Linked DNA regions of Triticum aestivum: region 1 is linked to region 2. Evidence: chromatin contacts called from public Hi-C data. All regions are on one chromosome and are shown on one strand. Each heading gives the region's core, a stretch centred on a gene start, on an enhancer-like site or on the middle of the called end of the contact. The rest is flanking DNA. Distances are from core to core; before and after follow the strand shown.

What was found. Hi-C and Micro-C count contacts between places; a contact is called where the count stands out from the background.
Region 1: a contact with region 2 is called in a Hi-C map of leaf, with 8 times the contacts expected there. The contact joins the promoter of LOC123142589 here to the promoter of LOC123144760 in region 2. A contact is called at or near these places in 2 of 5 Hi-C or Micro-C datasets (both in leaf).

Annotation. Positions count from the first base shown.
Region 1 is chr6D:299,355,951-299,359,698 of IWGSC CS RefSeq v2.1, reverse strand. It overlaps LOC123142589, which reads right to left and starts at 1,542. Exons shown (of 4, transcript XM_044561437.1): 1 at 684-1,542; 2 at 110-143. The coding sequence starts at 1,204. It overlaps LOC123144761 (probable alpha-galactosidase B), which reads right to left. Exons shown (of 14, transcript XM_044563986.1): 14 at 2,729-3,191. The coding sequence ends at 2,974.
Region 2 is chr6D:298,856,670-298,860,242 of IWGSC CS RefSeq v2.1, reverse strand. LOC123144760 reads left to right here and starts at 2,131. Exons shown (of 4, transcript XM_044563984.1): 1 at 2,131-2,328.

The DNA of each region.
Region 1 (3,748 bases), core at 293-2,792, 500 kb before region 2:
CATGTTTTTCTTTTACATTAAGATGAGTACATGTTAGCCCGAACAGAAATAGATACAAGCTATATAAGGTATAACCTGTAGTCATATTCTTACAAGAGCAAGAACTTACTTCATCACTCCTTATATCTGATTCAGCCAAGAACCTGTATATAAGCACAGTTGTTACTACATACAAATGGTTGTAACTGTTGGCCAAAGAAATGCAGGCATCTTGCCATCTTTTTTTTTCTTTCTTTCAAAAGACTAGGGTCTATATCATCTGAAAACCGACATTAATTATTACTCCATCCGTCCCATAATATAAGACGTTATTACAACCAATATACAAAAATCCAAGATCTTATCACAACCAATATGATTATGGGACGGAGGGAGTATTTTTCAAGAACATGCAGGGCAGCTACATGTAAATATATTAAGCAGGGAGAAAGCTAAACCACCAGGAGGCGGAAACGACATTATATGCAACATACGTTTAAGCATCCAACATAAAAGATTGTAGAGATGAATCACTTTCCCTAAACCATGGCGACAGCAAATAGAATTTCCATTTAGATTGCTACGACCAGCATGGCAGTGTGATAAACTGCAACAACCGTTGTCGCTATGAGCAACATCCAGAAACAAAAGGAAAACCGAATTACAGTACTATCAGAAGAAATAAGAAAGTGCCGCAAACCTACGCATCAGCCAAGAACTTTGGTCGCTTCAGTCGTGTGTTGCAGCCATCCGATTTGGGAGTCATCGACTCCAACCACCTTCGTTTCTTGTCGACCAGGACCTCCTGCTTCCGAACAAGCGACCATAGCCTTTTGCCATCCTCGACGGAGAAGTCCATCGCCAGCTCTGTACGCTTGGTCGGGACGATTGTGGAGATGGTAAGAGGAGAGAACGCAAAGCAGGGAGGGAGATGGTGGTGGTGGGTGACGGCGGGAGAGCCTAACGGACGGCGAGGGAGCTCCGGTAGTTGGAGCCGCCAGCCAGGTGCCCTCGAGAGAATCAAGAGCTGCCTGCCTGACGGCTGCCGCGGCAGGCGGCGTGGGCGACGGGTTGGAGAGCCGGACCGGCGGCACGGGGCTTTATTGGGCTTGGGCCGCTGAAGCTTCTCTACATGGGCTAGCCACTGGCGCGGCCCATTAGCACATATGTTTATCTCTTTTCTTCGAGAGCAACTAGTTGAGTCCTTCGAGAGCCTCCCAACCATAGGGTGGACTTAGAGCGCGCCAGGTGACGCGCTCTCAACCGTCACCATGTGTCCCTGGGCTTTTCTTTCGAATTTTGTTTTTTTATTTTATTTTTTTGCACGCGTTTTTGGATTTTTAAATGTTTTTTTAGATTTTTTGACTTTCTGGTTTTTTACCCTTTTTTCTTAACTTTTTGACAAAAAATAAAAAAGATGGGTGGATACAGTTTTGCTTCTGCGAGTTTTTTCTTTTTTTCGTGAGAGGCACGGTTTTGCTTCTGCGACGTGCCTTTCGGAAACGAAAAAAAACACGTTTTCTTTTTTTTCTTCCGCTAGAGACACAGTTTTGCTTCCGCGAGAGGCACGTTCGTGCCTCTTAAAACAGAAAAAAAACACGTTTTTTTTTCTTTCGTAAAAAGCACTGTTTTGCTTCTGCGAGAGGCACAATGATGCCTTTCGGAAACAGAAAAAACGCATTTTCTTTTTTCTTTTTTCTGTGGGAGGCGCGGTTTTGCTTCCACGGAAGGCATGAATTTACCTTCGCAAGAGGCACGGCCGTGCTTCTTGGAAACGGCTTCCGAAAAGGAAAAAAAATGCTCCTGGTTTGATTTTTTCATCCGATTTTTTCTCATGAAAAAGTTCGTCAAAACCTATCAACATGGGATCTAGTTTTAAAGATCTTGACGCATGAAATCCAACGATGAAAATGATTCGACATTAGGACGCACAGTTTAAGAGATAAAACATTTTGAATAAACGAATCTACAAAATAAGGAAAACCCCCAAGTTGCGACAAGTGACGCACATGCAACACTCCACTTGTCACAACCTGGGAGGGGGAGTGATCTTTGAAAGGAGTACTCCTTATTTAGTGATTTCGCTTTTCTTCTATGTCTACCTGCTGGAGATTTACCCCTAAAAAAACCAGCCGAAGACATTCTAAAAAAAATCTACTGCACTATCTAGTTCAAACAACACCAGCAGAGCAAAACACGTCCAATCCTTCCAGTAAATGGCCTCACGTGAGCCATTTTATGCGGCCCTCTATATCAGAGAAGCAACAAAACACGCCCAAGGCTTCTAGTAAATGGCATGCCGAAGTGTGCAGGGCTCACGTGCGCCATTTTATGCGGCCCTTCTATATCAAAGAATTTGTATCTACTCCCAAGCTCAAATGCTCTTTGATAAACAGTAAAATCAAAAGAAAAAAAGTAAATAAATTCAAAGAATTCTGATTTTTTTTGCCAAACTTTGACAAATGTTTTCTGTACTTGCAAAGTTTATTATGAAATGACATTCATGGAAATCATGGCAAAAAAAACAAAATCAATGTTGCAAAAATGCTATTTACGAAAGCATTTTGGAGTTCTGATTTTTTTAGTTACTCCCACGAATGTCATTTCATCATGAAAATTTGCAGGCACTCAAAACATTTGTCAAAGTTTGCACAGCAAAAAATTCAGAATTTTTTGAATTATGTTTGTGAGATGCACCAGAAGAGACAGTCCGGCTCCTCTGTTGCCCTCTCCTCATTTTCTGCGGCCCTTCTATATCAGCGCATTTGAGTGTTTCGTCATCCTGAGTTGATGCATAATTACTCAAACCCATCCCGTTCTAGCACGGGTACGGTTTGACGAAGGTCAACTCGACCGCTTTCAAGCACCGACCTGGAAACGACCTACCCAATATTGTTCAAGGTTCACGCTGTTCAGGGTAGTAGGCTTACATCATATCATGGGATTGCAGTAGGCTACCAAGATTATTCCCACCGTGAGGAAGTCTGGCAAAGCTCAACACATGAGTTCGAACACCACGCAACCGTGTGGATTCACCGCCGCTGAGATCTCTTCCTCGAGGAGACCAAGGTTCCTCCCACTCCAAACTTCACTGCAGCTGCATGAGTGTTTTCGTACGAAGGTTGTCCCAAGAACCTTTTCCAGGTCCGATATTCTCGCGGTTATCTTCCGGCTCACCGAGTCAAGGTTGAAGAACGCGAGGTAGATTTCCCCTGCGACATAAACAACATATTAAACATAATGAACTACTTCTTGTGTATTACTCGTGCAGATCTCGCGGCGGCCGGTGGTGCGCGGTGGCGTTCCGCCGGTGGCTGGCGCCTGCTGCCCGTGGGGCGGCGTCCCTCACGGCGGCGGGGCTGCCCCTGAACGGCGCTTGGTGGTGGCCACTTGGCGGCGCGTGGGTGGGCCGGATCTAGGCTTCCGGTCTGCGTCCTCGTCGTGGCAGCGCTTGCTGTTGCCCTCGGCCATGAGGCGTGGTCCGGGACGGGCCGAGCGCCGGTGGTGCTGGCCAGGACGCACGCTGGCAGCGCCCAACTTCATCTCGCGTCGTCTTGCTGGCCAATGGTGGTGGTCATCTTCTTCGTCAGAGATGGCCGGCCAGAGGCTTGGTGATCGGATCTCGAGATCCATCATCTAGTCCCGGCTACGAGTTGGGGAGACATGGTTGCCAGTGAAAACCGAGCCGTTGGCAGGCGATGGCGGCATTCTACGTCGTTATCTTGATGGAGGCATCGCCGTGTAACTACTGTCGACTCACTCGTGCTGC
Region 2 (3,573 bases), core at 882-3,381:
TGTTTCGTTCATGTGATATCTGCAAATCTTGGAGCGTCTTTTGCTTTTAGTTTTCATTTTTATTTCACGCACCATGCTGGTATGAGATAGTCCATGGTTTATTTATAGAATGCTCATTGCACTTCGCTTATATCTTTTGAGTATGGCTTTATAGAATGCTTCATGTGCTTCACTTATATCTTTTGAAGTTTGGATTGCCTGTTTATCTTCACATAGAAAACCGTTATTTGAAGAATGCTCTTTTGATTCACTTATATTTATTAGGCATGGTATTTTGTAGAAAGAATTAAACTCTCATGCCTCACTGATATCTATTTAGAGGGTCAACAAGAATTGGTCAATTTCATGGTTAGTCATAAAATCCTACTGTAACATCCCAAAATTCTAAATTTTGGAATGTTATATTAAATAAATAGTTTTGATTGTTTGTTTGATTGTGGTGTGGTTGCTTGTGTGAAATTGAGTGAAATTTGAAACTTTTTGGAAGTTGAATGAGAGGGAATGAAATGACTTTCCCAAACTTTCACCTTGCATTTATGATCTCCATGAATTCAAATTCATTTCATCACAAAAGCCTAGAGTGAAGATGATATGACTTCTTCCATTTAAATAAATGAAAAGGGTTTTGAAAAGATTTGAATTCCATTTGGAAATATTTCAAAATTAGGAAACTTTACGCAACTCAATGATTTTCATGAGAGAGGATAAGATGACTTCTACAAAACATATGAAATAGAGTTGGAAGTGGTTTGAAATTCAAATTCAAACCCATTTAGGAGTTATTTTTGTTTTTATTCAAATTATTTTTCTCCAAAAATAAAATATATGGAAATTAGGGTAAAATGATTCCCTACAGTCTAAAAGTGAATAAAAATAAATTTGAAATCATTTTGTTATTTGAAAAATGATTTTTATTGGGTTTTATTGCAACAGCACCATTGTTTGACTTTTGAGAATTTTTTTGTACTTTATTTAAACCTGAAAAATAGTTTATATTTTGGGATTTATTTTTCTGAAAATTTATATATATTATATGCCTATATTAAGTTTTTATTTAGTTTGTTTTATTTGAGTTTACCCTCTGTCTTTTTTTCTTAAAAAAAAAGAGCCCGCCAGGCTAGGCCAGGCGCACCGGCCGGCCCAGCCCAGCGCTGGCGCTAGGGCTAGCGCTCGCACGAGCGAGAGGTACTCCCGGGCGGGGTACCTATTACATGCTTGGGTGAAAATACCCACCAAACGCGCACCCCCAGCACCCTTGTGCGCTTTTGGGCCGGCACATGTACAAGGCGGGGTGCCCCTGTTTTTTTTCTTTTATTGTTTTTCTTTGCCGTTAATTGGTTGTTTAAAAATTGTTTGTGATTAGGATTTAAAAATAATCTGAATTTATAAAGAATGTTCCCAAAGTTCAAAAAATATATTAAAAATATTCACAGATTTAAAAAACTGTTTCTGGCTTCCATAAAATGTCCTTAAATTTTAAAATTGTTCCGTATTTAAAAAATATCCATGAATTAGAAAAAACAAATCTTGACTTTCAAAAAACATTCCAAATTTTTAAATTAATAAAAATGTAAATTTTTCCCAGAATTCAAAAATATTCCATTAAAAATCAAGAAATGTTAAAAGAAAAAACTTAAAATACAAAACAAAAATACCCGAAAATAATACAGAATAAATCTGGTTAAAAAAAGGGGGAAACCCAGATCCAGGAAACCGGGCGGAGCGGGGAGCCCACCCGTTTCCGTGGGCTCCCACCAACTCTCTCACTACGTGGTGTTGGGAGGGATGTCAACTGATCCCGTTTAATCCCGTTTTAAATCCACTTATGATATGATAGTTCAAAAAGGTTTTTTGTTTGTTTAAAGAAAATGAACCATCAAGCTAGCAAAAACTAACTACTCCCTCCGTTTCAAAATATAAGTCTTTTAAGAGATTCCAATAAAGGACTACATACGAAGCAAAATGAGTGAATCTACCTTCTAAAATATGTCTATATACATCCGTATGTAGTCTTTTAGTGAAATCTCTAGAAAAACTTATATTTAGGAATGGAGTAAATAGGATTGCGGACGCCATTTATCTCACCACTTCCCGACCGAGTGTGTCTCAAAAAATAAAAACTTCCCGACCCGTCACCCGAGTGTTCTAAAAAAAAAACTGCCGGAGCCGAGCCGAGTACGAGGACCCCAATCCAAATCGCCTCTTTCCCTTCCTCCTTCCTTCTTCCCCCTCCCATCTTCTCGTTCCCCCCTCGTACGCGGAAACCCCGCTTCGCCTCCACCCACCGCCGTGGTCCAGCCTTCCGCTTCCGCCGCCGTGGTGCTCGAGGTAAGCCACCGTGACGCCTGCTCCGGCTCCCCCGTTTTCCTCTCGCGTATTCACATGATCCGAGACCCTCGCCTTTGGCGTTCGCGTGCTCCCCTGCGCTCGTCTCCGTTTGGTTTGTCCGTCTCATGTTCGTCGTTTGTCTAGCGGCACCTTCCACTTTTTGTTCTCCTCGGTTAGGGTTCGTTAGGACGCTCTGCCTTGCGCTGTGGTTCACCCCCTCGGTACCTGATCGTACAAATTGCCGCGGAGATGGGGTGAGGCGTGGTGGGCCTCTACCCTTATCTGAGCCCAACATACTGTTTCTTACCGCCAATTCGGACCCCCTTTCTGGCTCGCTGCGTTTCCGCATATGATTTGTGATGACGGAGTTCCCGGAGAAGGTTCATTCTGTTGTATGGGAGGGGCTAGGGAATCCTTGTAGCTGTGTGTCCTGCAGTTTTAATCGTTCCACGCCATCATTCATGTCGAAGAATTTTATCCACTTGTGGTTTTCCGTTAGTTGGTCTGAGCATAAGCAAGGTAGTGCATGTTTATTATTAAATGATTGGCATTTGGCAATATATACTCTTCATAGGATTAATTGAGATCTGAGATTGTGGGAATCACACTAAATGTTTCCTCCAGGTGGTTATTAAACCACAAGGGAGCATCTTACACATTTGCTTTTCTTTACCATCTGGAGAAGACAAATTGTCTTGTTCAAGATTATCTGATCTGATGAAATTGAAGCCGTCGGAATAGATTGACAACCTTGATGTATTTCCACTTTACTTCTTACTAGCAAACATGCCCGTTGCAACGGGAGAAAATTAATATCTTAGCGACCTAGTGCAATAAGCATGGCTCAAGACCACTCACCCTCCATGACAACACATCCGAACGTTGTCAATCTTAAGATGATGAGCTCGGCCATCGCGCGACACACCTGTCATTAAACTGCGCTAGCGCAAGGGAATGCTTAAAGCGTTAGAAATTAATCTCGTCGAGCTAGACGTGAGTGCCGCCCTCCGCGAGCTACTCTCTGCAACCATTGGAAAGAGAGGAAGAAAAAAAAAGGAGAATGTTTCATCCCATTACTTATTGCCTAGTCCACATGATCTTTATGACTACTAATAAATCCAGTCTCGCTTTAGTAGAAAACAACTGCGTTGATATTGGGGCTAGCGTTCATGCTAGATTTTCAATCGATTAATTGGTAATAAAGCTACTCTTTCTTCTTCAACATTATGATTTCTTCATTGCCAA